Regions from separate parts of the Gasterosteus aculeatus genome. Here region 2 is linked to region 1. A link is a contact called in public Hi-C data. All regions are on one chromosome and are shown on one strand. Each heading gives the region's core, a stretch centred on a gene start, on an enhancer-like site or on the middle of the called end of the contact. The rest is flanking DNA. Distances are from core to core; before and after follow the strand shown. Region 1 overlaps kalrna (kalirin RhoGEF kinase a). Region 2 holds the start of ndufa10 (NADH:ubiquinone oxidoreductase subunit A10).

Region 1 (7,068 bases), core at 561-3,060:
ACACACACAAACACACACACACACACACACACACACACACTGACCTGTTTGGCACTGCGTTCAAACACCAAGTACTGCTGACACTGGTCCAGCCGCCGTTTCTTTAAGGTCCAGAAGTGAAGGACCCTGTTCTCTCTCTGCAGCAGCTCGTTGAGGATGGCTGCTCACAAGAACGCACAGCCGCGGTTACGTGAGCGTCCTCCTTGAACACGCAGCACACGTCATATAATACATATGTGTGTGCACTGACCTTTGACCTGCTGCTCGGGCCCTCTGGTGTGGCCGGCGGCTCCCGGCATGCTCACGTTGTTCCTGTGGATGTACTTCAGGAAGACCTCTGCGTTCCTCCGGGCCAGAGTGCACGCCTGCGGCACAGAGTCACGCTGCTTACGCCAGCCGACGCTCGACCATTCAGAGGCCCCGCCCCCCTCCCGTCCTCAACAGTGATATCAAGCTACAGCGAGTGTTCAGTAGAATCATTTATTATTATCTTAGTCCCTCTAAAGTTTTATGAGCATTGCAGCCAAGTGGTTTTAGCTTTAATTATCCGGTGATCTCATCAGACTTGTATATTTGACGCCGTGCGACGTTGGCGTGCGTTCTCCTCGTTACGTCACCTTGAGGAAAGCCTCTTTCTGCTCCAGATGTTTGCTGATCAGAGGCAGGAGGTGCTCGCAGTCCGCCGACGCTCCCACTTTGTCGTGGCTGCCGCACCAGTCCTCATCGCGGCGGTACTCCTGCTCCAGGCTCTCCAGCACGCTGCACACCTGCAGCCACGCCACGGGTCAGCCCCGGCCTCCGGACACGGCTTTGTGCGTGTGCGTGCGCGTGTGTGTGTGTGTGTGTGTGTCAGACCTGTTCGGACGTCTTGTAAAAGGCCACCGACGCGTTGACGAGCTTCAGCCGGTCCTCCATCTTCAGCATCAGCTGCTGCCAGTGAACCGCCACCTTCTCCGCGCAGCCTCGGATCGCCTCCGGATCGTAGTGGCCTGCCTGCAGCATCATCTGCAGGAGGAGCAGGAGGAGCAGGAGGAGCAGGAGGGGAGGGAATGGAGACATTCAGGAATGCAGTGAGCAGGATAACGCAGGGCACTCAGTGGGGGGGCGGCGGCGAAGAGCAGGAGTTCACCTCAGCCTTCTGCTGGACCTGCAAGGCGCTCTGGTGGGTCTTCTGGAGGGAGTTGGCATGGAAGAGAGACTGGAGGGAGAGGAGGAGGAGGCGATAACCATTGGTTCATTAGCCTTTAGCCGCTCTTCTCTCATTTAACTCGTGACACACACACACACACACACATGCAAATTCAAGCCGGTTTTCTGCAAACCCCACGATGTTCGTTTTGTAAATGACGGACCATCTAGAGTCAAATAGAACATAAAGCAGGGGCGGCTTAAGGGCGGGGCTTACTGTGATTGACAGAAGCAAAGGATTCAATTCGTCTAAAACCAACAGCCACTTTTTATCCGTCTATTCTTGATTCCCTCTACAAATACGAAGGCAATGCTTTCTTGTAAAAGAATAACACTCTTAATCCGGCAATTTGTGATGGAGAATCGTTTAAAGTGTAAAATCAATATGGGGCTTGTAGCATAAGTGACAAATGACAACATAAGACGACTTGATAAAAACAATACTAATGCATTTATTTCAGCTTTATACCGTTTCTGTTCAGGAGATTTTTTTTTGTATTTACATTTTTTTTTTTTGCCGTGCCGTGAGGTTGCGGGGGGGGGGGGGGGGGGGGGGCAGGGTGGCCATTCTCTGACCAATGGTGGCCATGGCCACGCCCCTGGTGGGGGGTGTTTTTATGAAGTCTGTTACATTCCATTACTCCAAACAGGCCCCGCCTCCTTTGCTTGAACGTAACAACGTTCTAAAACACGAATGTACGACTTTTATTATTCATGCGTGTGTTTCACATCAGTCTGGTGGAGGATGCTGGACTCACACGGTGTAGCGTGCGTGCATGTGTGCGTGCGTGTGTGTGTGTGCGTGCGTGTGCGCTTAGAACAGTGCTGACCAACAGCCTTCTTCTACTCCCTGTGAGTGCTTACACACCTCTGGAGTCAACTTTTAAAAGGAGCGCCAGGAGTGACACACGCGCACACACACACACACACACACACACACACACACACAAACCACATGTGTGAGCATCTGTTTCTCTTCAAAATCAATACAGAATCAAATGATTATGGAGGCCTGGTCAACAGTGTGTGTGTGTGTGTGTGTGTCTCAGAGACTCATCTGCTACTATTCAAACCTGATGCACGCTGAAATCATTATGACTCAAGTACAGTAAGCCTGGTCCGGGCAGCGATGATTGGGGTGCGTGTGTGTGTGTGTGTGTGTGTGTGTGTGTGTACCTCTATGGCCATCTGGAACTGCTCATGCTCCCTCTGCAGCTGCTCGGCCTCAGACAGAGAGCTGGCGTTCACCATGCTGGCGTTCAACATGGACTCCCCGTTACGGATCCAACCCAACACCTATTAGAGAGACACACAAGAGTTACATTGGGATTTTACAAACGACTGGCGTCGGGGTTCCTGTCCGAAGACGAACGGGTTGTTTTGGGTGGACCAGGAGAATAAAATCCACACTGACTGACTGAGGTTAATCAACGGAGCAGCTGGACATGAGGGACACCAGAATGAGCTTTCTTTCAAATCCGTGTCCCTCATCCGACACTTCGTGGAGCAGCAGGAGGTGAAGGAGAAGTTGAGAAAAGGAAAGTGAGCGTAGAGAGAATCCAACCTCTCGTTGTACAATTCTATCCAAAGCAGAACCACACATCCAAGTTTTTTAATTCATCCATAGCGTAAAATGACGAATGCTGTGTCCCCTTAGAAATGGGCTCCTGCAAGGGATTGTGGGACGGCATTCCCCTCCTTTGCATTGGTAGAGGGCGCTCAAGTGTTTCCTACGCCAAAGGAGACGAGAAAGGAAGCATGGTAGCATCATAGTCGCCATAAAGAAGCTCAAGACGGACAGCATGGATCCCAGGCGAGTCAAGGGCGAGGTCCTTGAACCCCGGCGTGGTATGATGTCATACCTCCTTAAAGAAGGATCGGTGGCGCGGCAGCTTTTCCTGAGGGTGAGCCGCGGTGAATGAACTCCTGAGCCAATATTAGACCACCGCATATTGTTGGAATGGAGCCTAAACCTGTAGAATGCGCAGTGACCACATTGAGCCACCAGAGGGCTCCTCCGACTGCAGAACGTCCAGTGAGCGATCCAGAAGGTGAAGGTGATCGGTGCCTAGAACACGCCTCATGTTTTCACTTATGAGCCGGACTGCTGAGATTAAACCCGCCCACATTAGTAATGCTAATTGCTTTTCGTTTGTTTATGGAACTCTAGAAAGGCAAATTACAGTTAATAAGGAAGGGTGAGAGAGCAGCAGAAGAGATGTGTGTGCGTGCGGGCTGTTAGCACGTCGCCATAAAGCTCATAAATGATTCAGCTGGATCCATCTGTAGCAGCAGCGTGCTTCCTGTCTCCAACAACAGCGTGTTCACATTCCCGTCTGCAGAAGCGTCTTTGCAACCAGGACCCACGAGCCGTCTCCTCGGCTTTGGCCGCGTGTTGTTCTCGTCATTTCGAAATGAGATTTTCTTCTTTCTAATAATAAAATCCGATCGTATTATTTCCTTTTCAGAGTTTTCCCATCTCCTCCGGCTCGGAGTGAACGCCCCCGATGTGATTTAGATAAATACTTTCAAATCAAAAGACGACTCCGGTGCAACGCTGGAAATGATGCACGTGTTGGCCTCCGAGGGGGGTGACGACATGTCTTCAGTGCAGCGCCGGCGACCTACCTGCTTGACCTCGGCCTGCAGGTGGCGCAGCTGCAGGATCTGCTCCAGCCGCGCGTGCGTGAGCTGCGCGTTGAGCTCCACCTCCTGCTGCTTCTCGTGGAGGAACTCCAACAGCTCCTGGACCTGAGAGGCCAAGTCCATGTCCTTCTCCCCCGTCAGCTCGATGCCTGCCACACACACACACACACACACACACACACACACACAAGGTGTGAGGGTCACGTTCGTTACGGGCCAAATACAGTCCTCTCCAGGGACGGATGGGGGAGGGTTTTGTGATGTTTTGGATGATCTCGTTCGTATTAATTCCCGTGCAGCTCTGTAAAGGCAGGATTAACAAACCATCCCTTTTGTGGAGGTGTGTCTAGCGTTGATGCTGAGCTAAGCGCGGATACCAGCGGCACAGCGAGTAGCTTGGGGAGCAATGAGTCCTCAGCAACAGACTCCAGACTAGGAACCCAAATGTTCACAATTCAGAGGGTGAGGTCACGATGACGAGTAAACGCCTCTTTGATCCTCTCCTGGAGCGGATTACTTCATTAATATTACACGGTTTTCACGTCTGAGCTGCAGATGTTTGACTTTTTGAAGCATTGAATAACAATTAGTGTGGGTCTCTCTCTACTCGAGTCCGGTAACTATTGCCAGAGGATGGGCTGAGTGTGTGTGTGTTGTATGAGGATTATTTCACCTAATTCTCTCCCCGTCCCTCCCAACACGCTTCTCTTTGTGCTTTAATTTTCACGGTACTGCCAAAGCCTCGGGGCTCCCTCTCCTCCTCGCTGCTCAGAGCACAGCTGTAAATCCAGATGTGGATCCCAGGAAAGCCAAAGGAATCCAAATGGAAAAGCGGTTTGACCACTTAGTGTACACAATGTAATTGTGTGAGCTCGCTTTCCTTTGATGGAATCAATATTCTAAGTGGAAATGAACATGAAATGCGTCACTTCTCGGTTCAGATGTTTCGATGAGAGGAAGAAGCATGATGACCTATAAATGTAAATGCAATAGACTGCTTCTTGTATTATTATCATGATTGTGACGCCAGCAATGCTGTACTCAATGTATACATTTACACAGATTGAAATGGTAATTTTGCCTTTTAATATATACAGTATATATAAGTAGTATCTTCTGTATCAAGTATTAAACTCAAAGAGCAGCCGCTGTATGTGTGTGTGTGTGTGTGTGTGTTCTACCTGAGGCCTGGACCTCCATGATGTACTGGTGCAGGTCTTGACCCTGCTGCATCACTTCGTAGGTCATGTTGTTCATGGCCGCCTTCCTCTCGGCGTGGCGCTTCAGCCGCTGCTCTGCCAGGCCGATGTCCTCCGCGCCGGCCGACGAGGCTCCGCCTCCGCCGCTGCCCGAGCCGCTGCCCGAGCCGCTGCCCGATCGGCCGGTGTCGCTCAGCTGACGAGACAGATCCTCGTTCCAGGCGTCCAACTCCGCCGTGACCTGCAGGGGTGGAAGTTTCTGGCTTTAATTAGCTCTCATCAGCGGCTGCTTAATTTGCACGTTTTTACAAGAAAATGAGTAAGTCAGGTACAACCTTTTGGGCGAGAGCTCCTCATCGGGTTGTTCTGTGAGCTTATCACAATACTCTAATATTTAGGGTTTAAATCCCAACAACGTTCCAACTAGGAATAATTGTCTGAGACGATAGCTCGTTTGAGGCGGCACGGTGGTTTGCACTGTCACTGGTCACAGCAAGAAGGTCCTGGGTTCCACTCCGCCCAGTGGTGTGGAGTCTGCATGTTCTCCCCGTGTCTGCGTGGGTTCTCTCTGGGTTCTCCGGCTTCCTCCCACAGTCCAAATACATGCTCTGGGGATCAGGTTGATTGGGGACTCTAAATTGCCCGTAGGTGTGTGAATGTGAGTGTGAATGGTCGTTGGTCTCTGTGTGGCCCTGCGATTGGCTGGCGACCACCCCAGGGTGAACCCCGTCTATCGCCTGAAGTTGGCTGGGATGGACTCCAGCCCCCCGCGACCCCGTGAGCAGGATAAGTGGTTTGACGATGGATAGCTTGTTTGAATTTTGTATAAAATTCCTAGACCGTGGCGCTGACTGCAAACACATTTTCTGTGCTTCATTGGTGGCCTCATTAAAAATAATCAAAAGCATGTTAAGCATCTTTTCTAGGTTTGTGTGTTAGAGTGAAATATTTCAACCAAAAGTTCAACAGTAATTTGCTGCAAAAAAAGGTTTGATCATCTGCTCGAGCAAAAGAAGAACAACTGGGGACCTAAAGCGGAGCTCTGCGGTACTCCGCAGCAGATCCCAATGGGCTCCCAGAACCCGCGTGAGTCCACCGGGGTATCGAAACCGACACACGCTCACGCCCTCTCACCTCTATGGTGTACTGCTCGAAAATGCGGAGCTGGAGGAAGATGTCCAGCTTGATTTTGCGTTCGTGGAAGAGTTCCTCCATCTGGCCCTGGGCCTCGTCCAGCTGCTGCAGCACCCCCTGGATGTGTGCGATGGAACTGCAGTGAGGTGTCTTATTGGTCGACATGGCTGCATCTCTGTGGATAGAGGAAGAGAGACGGATGGAGACGATGCAGCAAAAAGGGCCCCGAACACAAGCCCTCCCTCGCCGTAAGGAGCGCTTGTTTTTATCCATAATATCTCTTTTCCCCGGTTTTAAAGGCTGTCATGTGATTTCGTTTCATTCTCTTGCCTTTACCCCAACAATATTGTTCTCTTCATAATTTACTTTTAAATGGTTAATGTTAATGCAGACGTGGATCCGCATTCACACTTCGACTGAAGTTCTTTCCCTCACAACTATTATTATTGTATTGTCCTTTAAAAATAGCAAACAAAAAATGATTACAAACACATTAATCCGTACTTAATATGGTAATCTGTCTTCCTTGAGTGGCTGAATGAAAATTACTTTTTAATGACATTTTAAGTCTAAATATTATTACCTGAGCTGTTGCATTAATCCATCTCTGTGCTTAATAACATTATGAATATTAACATCCTTCCCTCTCGGAACACCATTTCTATGGGAATGGAATTATTACCTGAGCTGCTGTATCAATTCCTCTCCCTCTTTAATCACGTTGAGCGTTGCCTCCAGCGTGGCCGTCTGCTGCTGCTGGAACTGCTGGATCAGAGTCTGCACCGAGTCCACCGAGTCGCAGCACACTTCGTCCAACAGCTGCTTCTGCAGCTCCTCCATCCACGACCACAGCTGGACACACGGGGACGGACACACACGGAGACGCGTCACTAGAAGCGGG
Region 2 (7,175 bases), core at 3,387-5,886, 100 kb after region 1:
GAGACTCCCACTTAAATCATGGGAGGCAGGAAATCATATTTAATTATTGGCTCATCGTCTAACTCCTCATCAAAGCTGGGTCACACCAGGATAGGAAGCCGCTGAGTCAAATACATCAAAGACCCTGGAACAAAGGCTTCGCTAAACTGCATATAAAAAGGAATTCACTCCCATTCAGATCTATGGATTACGGAGCAGACGTGGCTCCTCGGTGGACAGCAGCGCTTATCTCGTGCAAACGCTACTTCCTCATAACAGCTGTCTGTCAAGTTCACACCAAAACAACTTATACAACTTATGGCTCTTGAATTTTTGTACAATTTCCAAATGTAAAACCTTGCTGTCATGTCAGAGTATTCCCATCTGATTGCATTGTAACCATGTGATGCATTCAGCAGAGCGCTCTCTCGTCGTGTGTATCCATTATTGGGAAACATCTTACTGGAGGGGAACTTCCTAATCGGCAAATTCACGGGTTATGTCTGCTTGTGATCCGCTAAAATGTTGGTTATCTGCATGGAACGTCAATACTTTCCACACATTCCTGTTAAATTCCCAGGTAAAGTTAACAAATGCCCCCACGTGTGTCTGTGGCTTTGGTTTGAACAGTCTCACCTCTAGAGCTCCACTCTCGCGGAGGCTTGTTTCCCGTCGCGTCGTCTCCAGCAAGAGAGCGTTTAGTGTTTGTTCAGCGAGAAACTTCAAAGCATACATCTGAAAGAAAAGAGAAGAAGTGTGTGGGGGGGGGGGGGGGCTTCCATCAGGAGGGGGGGAAATAATGACGGAGGGACGCCTGAGGTGAAGCGCCGTCACGTCTCTGAGGACATACAGGTCTGCCTGTCGGTATCCAAAGCTGGTGTTTAGGCGTTTAGTCTTTAAGTTGATTTTAGAGTTTGACAAAAAGGTAAACTGGCCTTTTTAAGCTTTCATTTTCTTTCACCCTAACACCCCCCCCCCCCTCCCCAAAAGGCTCAGAGCTGAGGGCCACGTTTCCGTGGTAACGATCGGTGGCACAGAACGAAACAAACAGTGAAAACATGGCTCATAATTTGTGGTTCCCTGACAATGTCGCGGTTGGAGCAAATGGAAGGGACCGAGATTTAGGAGACCGCATGACTTGGAAATATACAGCTAGTGAAGACGACGGGAGTCTCAAAGTCTCCTTCCAACGGGGGAGGAGAAAAGTTACTCCTTCCCCTGAACAAGGGAGAGATGAGTCTCACTCAGTCGGCCCTCCAGGCTCTCTCACAGTCCAGATGACTCACCTCTCCGCCTGCCTCTAACCTTTGTGGGTAATAACTGTAATAACGGGTGAGGAATTAATCTGCAGATGCTTTTCAAACTTTTCCCTGGAGGTCAGTGTTTGAGATGCAATGAAGGCCAAAGAACAGACGAGGAAAAGGGCTGATTTGAGTCCGAACGGCCCTGACCGCCGCATAGTGACCCCCCGGTGGCCCTTAGCGGATCCTAGTGGATCCTCGTTAAAAAGGCAGCAGAATCAACTAAAAGTTGCTGTCCCTGAGGGCTAAAGCTCACCTGCACCACACGCACGCACACACACACACACACACACACACTGAGCAGCAGCGGGAAACGCTGTGCAACCCTCTCCAGGCGTTAGCCCGCGCCGAGCTTCTTTACTTGTCTGGTTACGTTGCTTTGTGACAGCCATCAACGCGGGGCTCCATGTCTTTATTCCCCGCTATCTGCAGACAGATCGGCTTCAAATGGACCCAGTGGTTTCCACTCAGGAAGGCCCTCCACCTCACCGCCGGCTTTGTCCTCCCCCCACTGCGTCACGTCCCCAGAACTCATTGCAACCGGTTTATCAACCGGTTGGATTTCCTCCCCTGAAGAGTCGGGTCTTGTCCCGGAGTATTCAGCGCTGAGCCAATGAGCCTCGCACACATTGAAGGAAGTGTAAATGAGTTCTCAGAATAGCGACGGATTACTTTCTAAATGAAAACTATGGCCTCTTATCTCATTGTTTAGAGTATCGTGAGTTATTATTATGAGATAGCGTGACGTGAACGAGGTGTCACAGCCCGACAAACTTAACAAATGAAGCGATTCATCATCCGCAAACGTTTCTAAACAAGCCAAAGAAAAGAATGTGCAAAGGGAGACCAAAAGCCCAACAACGATGAACCAAAAGGGATCCGTAGTCGTAGCCTTAATGTTCCCTACATGTTACTGCAATGGAAGCTGTGAGCTGAGGGTCGGCTCCTGTGGGGCCGAGGTGCTGGAGCTGGAACTCAAACAGGCGGAGGCTTGACGAGAAGCAGGCCCGCTGCCCTCTGGGGGGGAGGACGGCGTGGAAGGACGGCGGGGTGGGAGGGGGGGGTCGCAGCTCATAACGCAGTGAGATGCAACCCGAGACCCACTGCGCCCTCAAACCGCAGCGGCGCTAAAGCCGACCGAGGGCCCGCGGGAAGCACCCGGTGGGTGTCACGGTGTCTGCGTTGGTCGGAGCGGAGCGGAGGCGTGTCCCGCGTCCCTCCCCGGGGGAGGACGGCTTCACAGGAAGTGCACAGGCGGCGCCGGTTGCGGGGTTTCATCTCGTGGACCGTTTGTGGTTAAACTTCAGATTGCTTATCTGGGTCAGTGCTGGTAAAGCACTTTTTAAATACCTCAAAAAATCCACTAATCTCTGTAAAATGTCTGAAATAGCCGCCATCGTGTGCGAGCAGCCAGGAGGGGATTGTGGGGGCTGAAAGGCGTTCTCTGTTATATTTAATGTGTTTCACTGTGGAGACTAAAAACAGAAACTTCTCAATGGCATTACGTTGAATCTGCAGGGAATATAGAGGTACTTCTAACTGGACACGATGATGATGCAAGAAGAAGAATGACACGTGAACATTAATAAGAATGAGAAGAGAGAAACTCTGCATAAATGAGTGCTGACACCTATTTCCTCTCCACTTTGAGAACTGATTTCTGCACGATGTGTCGTGCGCCACGTTGCTGCTGCTTTCTCTTGATGCTTTAAGGAAGGTGTGGAGTGCAGCAGAGAATATGAACTTCTTCTTTTTTCGCCGTTGCCATGCCTCCGAGATGTTTTAATGATAAACAACGCCTCCTCCCCGCTGGCACCGTTAAAGCCGGTCCAAACTGTCAAAAAAAAAAAACTGCTGTAAAAAAACAGTGGAAATCTGGCAGAGATGGATTCGCCGAACCTCCTGCAGGCCTCACCGCCGGCAGGCCTGAATGTGGACCATTGTTGTTCCACTGTTGACTACTTACTCTGGTTCCTGCTGCGACGGCATGAATATCCAAATAGGAAAGATAACGGCGGACTAATAAAAACCCTGTTTTTAATCGTTGCTGCGGCGTGGGATTGTGGGACGGGGTTATCTCCTTCTCTTTCCAAAAGAACAGTTCCAGTGTTGCCTAAAGGAGACGAGACAGGAAGCACGGACGCAGCTTTCCTCCGCGTTCATAGAACTGGACCAGATGTAATCTTGGCCTCAGAGTTCACGGTGACTTTCCCGACCTTTCTTCGCGGGGTCAACGGTTGGTCGCAACTTGTGTTTGCGCCAAAGGGTTCTCCATCCATGGAGAAATGTCTCCATGGTCGGCCGCGTGGAGTTCGTCGGCAGGGCGTCAGGTGTGAGAAGGCGGAGCTAAAGAAGAAGGTGATCACGTGGAGCCTTCATCGCCGTGAGTGGAAGACGATTCGTCGGGATCGTTTGTTTGATCTGATCAACAGCATCTCCTCCGACCTCCACCTGATGAGACAGCAGGTCTACGCCCACGATCTGTGGATTCTAGTCCAGATTATGGAGATTAGAAACAGATGTCCACGCTGGGCCAGAAACATTCGTATAATTACTTACTGGACATTCTTTTTTGCCGCCCCTTTTCATGTGAATTCAGGGTCGCGGTGACAAAAGAAAAACATGGAATACAACTGAGCTCATGTTGCTTCATGAGCTCAGCTCAGGGGGGGGGGCATGATTTTTTCTGTCTGTGCGTTTTTGTGGTTTGAATCCCGTTGTTCACACCATCGCATTACAAACCCTCGGATACATTTACGGACGCTCCGTGTGCTGTTGTGTCCGTTTACATCTCTTGAGGGGAAGCAGAGCCAGATGAGTTATTTATCCCGTCTGTCTTCGAGCAACTTTGAGCTCTTCCCGCTTACATTGGGGAGGCGAGTCGAGGGGCCAGCCCACATGGGGGGAGGGTTTTTTTTCAGTACTTACTTTTACTTATGTCAGATTTTTAAATGGACTTGTAAAATAGTATATAAACATTTTGTAATAATAGTTTTTGGGGGACTGAATAAAGGTCTTTGTCATGAAGTCTGAGCGTCTCAACTCCTAAATGTACCTGTGTTTTCTTTTCCTAAAATAAAGGGTCAAGACTGAGAGTAAATCCTGGCATGTGATGGATTTTTTTGGTGGTTTAAGTAGCAGTAGTAATATTTTATTTCTAAACTTTAACGTTGTCACACATAATCTCAGTATTAACCAGCAGCCCTTAAAGGCAACATCAACTCCAAACGCTATTACCGTAAAACGTGTGGATTTATTTTTAAATCAAATGAATACTGCCACGTACTGGTGAAAACACAGCGATGCACCAGGTATTTATGTTGTACTCATGGAGAAATAACTCATGAGGCCCCCGAGGATTATATGACCAGATTAAGAAGTAAGAGTGAAGTCTATAATCACAATTTAAAACACTTAAACTAATCTGTATAATAGTCATTATTACGGGAAACATACGTGTTTGATTAGACAATCAAAAATGATCAATTAGAAGGTTGTCATCAAATTAGTTAGAGTTTTGTGTTTTGAATTAAATTTGATCATTTACTGATTCGTTTTGATCCGATGCGGACATTGAAAGCTTTTGTCCATAAACTGATTTTACATTATTAACTAAATTTTTTATTGACTTTGGAAGCTTTTGCTCACAAAAACAACCTGCTTGAATATCTCACTGTGCCTATGTTAGAAGATTGACAAAACAATTAATCGATAAACGACAAAGGGCTTATTCAATAATTATATATTTAAAACGTTTGTAATAAATCCATCTATTTTTTGTATCTATTAGTTTGCATTCTTCTGCTACGTATTGTATTGGTATTTTCAGACGTGTTTGGCTCATACAAAAACCGAAAGAAAATCAGGCATTAACGAGCCGTACTGAACGCGTGAGCGAGGAGCCCGGACTGAGCGAAGGCCCTCAAGCCCTCTGACGTGTAATTCAGGCGCCGGGTAGCGGTGGTTTCTCGGGTCAGCTCGGAGGCTTCTTTTTTGGAGGACAGCTGAATCATGGCCCTGAGGGTGATCCGGCTGATCGCCCCGTCGGGGGCGACTGCTCTTAAAGGGGTGAACGTTGCACCGAAGGTAAGAGCAGGAAACACGCGCACATCTGCTCCGGTCCGGTGGGTCAAGTTTACAAGGGCAAGCTAGCACCGCTAGCTAGCTGCACTAGCATCACACTCGGGCGCCTGCGGGCCAGCTGTCAGTTTGTTCGTAAAGTCACTGGCAGTTGAGAGTTAAGAAAACTTACATGTGTGTAAGCAGTATTAACGTGTGTATACCATATGTTTATGTATGTATTAAGCAATACGCTTCGAGAGGCTCTACTTTATCGTCAATAATGTCACAGTTCGAGGGTGTTGTTCGGTGTTACGTCCCTACTGGTTTCTGCCTCGGTCGCCTGATTCGTCACGCATTCACAAACCTATTGCAGAACATTTTACAAAACGCATCACGCATCCACTGCAGCAGTACCGATTGTACGTAAGTGAGCACCACATCACTGACGCGTATGAAGAAATACATTGAAGAAAATCTATTTATTGAAATATTGTAACAATCTGGATTCGAACCCTGTCGAGCAAAACTATAAAGGATCCAAAGGCAGACGTGCTACGCAGCCCGCAGCTCATCAGGATCCAGAAGGAGAAGAAACACAACATGCTGCCTCTCACCACACACACATTTTGATTAGCGCGAATCTCCTTTACTGACGGTTATACAGCGACGTACATCACGACCACTTACGAAGAAATACATTTAAGACAATACGATAGACCAGATTGGAACGCTACATTGTAAATCACCATATCTTACCTGTTGGTGGTTGGTGGCTAACCATAGTGCAGCTTAATGAACTAAGTCAATTTACTTCGTTGTATCTCACACACACTATGAATACGTGTTGTGTGTCTATAAACACTGCCCATTGTAAAGCTAATAAATACAAAGGACACGTACAGTACGCGATACGTACACGCAACCTATATGGTACCACTATACAGTAAGGTGCATGTAGGAGCTTTGAGGGTTGAGCATCCGGTGGAGAGAAACCGAGACGGCTGGTGTGCGAGTTGTTGCCCCTGGCAACGCTTTTTTTAAGACGGGAGCAGCGAGCTGCGCTGCTGGTGTTGTTGATGCAGGTCTGACCTTCTGCAGCCGGCCATCCAAATGTTATTGTGATGACTTGTAAAATACAGCCAGTCGGGACGACCTGGATAAGAATTCGCACAAATAAACGCTGGGACTCGGCCCCTTCTGGACCTTCCCCTGGAGGCAGTTGGAGTCATCTGAGGTTGTGTGTTTTTATTGATCGCAGGAAATGTAATACTGTCTACAGCTTTAACAGATGGTCCATGCGTGGAAGTGGGCACATGATTTACTCCCTGAAGTTTGGAGAGTTTGTTATCATGGTCGGATAACGGTTGGCTCTTCCCTTCTACAGCCTCTCCTGTCGCTCTCTCTTTCAGACCAATCACTGATGTGTCCTCTGCCAATTTTATGGCAGCGCTTTTGCAACGCAGTAGTGTGTGAAGAGACCGTAAAATAGGGAACTGAGACAGCTTCACAAACTACAGCCTCCACAATAACCATGAAGTTGGATCCACGGCCCTCTAATGCAGTTCTGTTAAAAGAGGAGGACGTGGAACCTTCGTGAAGGCGGGATTCATGGCAGGGCTGTTGGTTAGTGTAGAGTTCAGAAACCAGCAAGTCACAGCTGCTGCCAATTGTTTTTTTGTTAAAACTCTTTTTAAAGGGAGAATCGTAAAACGAGAACAAGCTTTTAAACGGTATATTCCATAGTCTTGTCCGTCTGAGTTGATTGATTACTCATTTATTAGTGGTAGTTGAGTTTAGTGAGTTTTAAATGATCTCGATGCCCGTGGCCTCGCG

What was found. Hi-C and Micro-C count contacts between places; a contact is called where the count stands out from the background.
Region 2: a Hi-C map of skeletal muscle shows a contact between it and region 1, with 3 times the contacts expected there. The contact joins the promoter of ndufa10 here to the enhancer-like site in region 1. A contact is called at or near these places in 4 of 6 Hi-C or Micro-C datasets (skeletal muscle, tail fin and whole body).

The regions. Positions count from the first base shown.
Region 1 is chr16:18,137,866-18,144,933 of fGasAcu3.hap1.1, forward strand. kalrna (kalirin RhoGEF kinase a) reads right to left here. Exons shown (of 66, transcript XM_078090612.1): 16 at 6,850-7,019; 17 at 6,168-6,342; 18 at 5,016-5,274; 19 at 3,817-3,983; 20 at 2,365-2,484; 21 at 1,130-1,198; 22 at 856-1,005; 23 at 618-767; 24 at 251-365; 25 at 45-160. Among protein-coding and RNA genes, the nearest start is that of kalrna, 35 kb to the right of the region's middle. Within about 2 kb of position 1,811, at least 2 of the 9 cell types and tissues checked have open chromatin away from gene starts, as enhancers often do.
Region 2 is chr16:18,234,615-18,241,789 of fGasAcu3.hap1.1, forward strand. ndufa10 (NADH:ubiquinone oxidoreductase subunit A10) reads left to right here and starts at 4,637. Exons shown (of 11, transcript XM_040200870.2): 1 at 4,637-4,659; 2 at 5,110-5,366. The coding sequence starts at 5,292.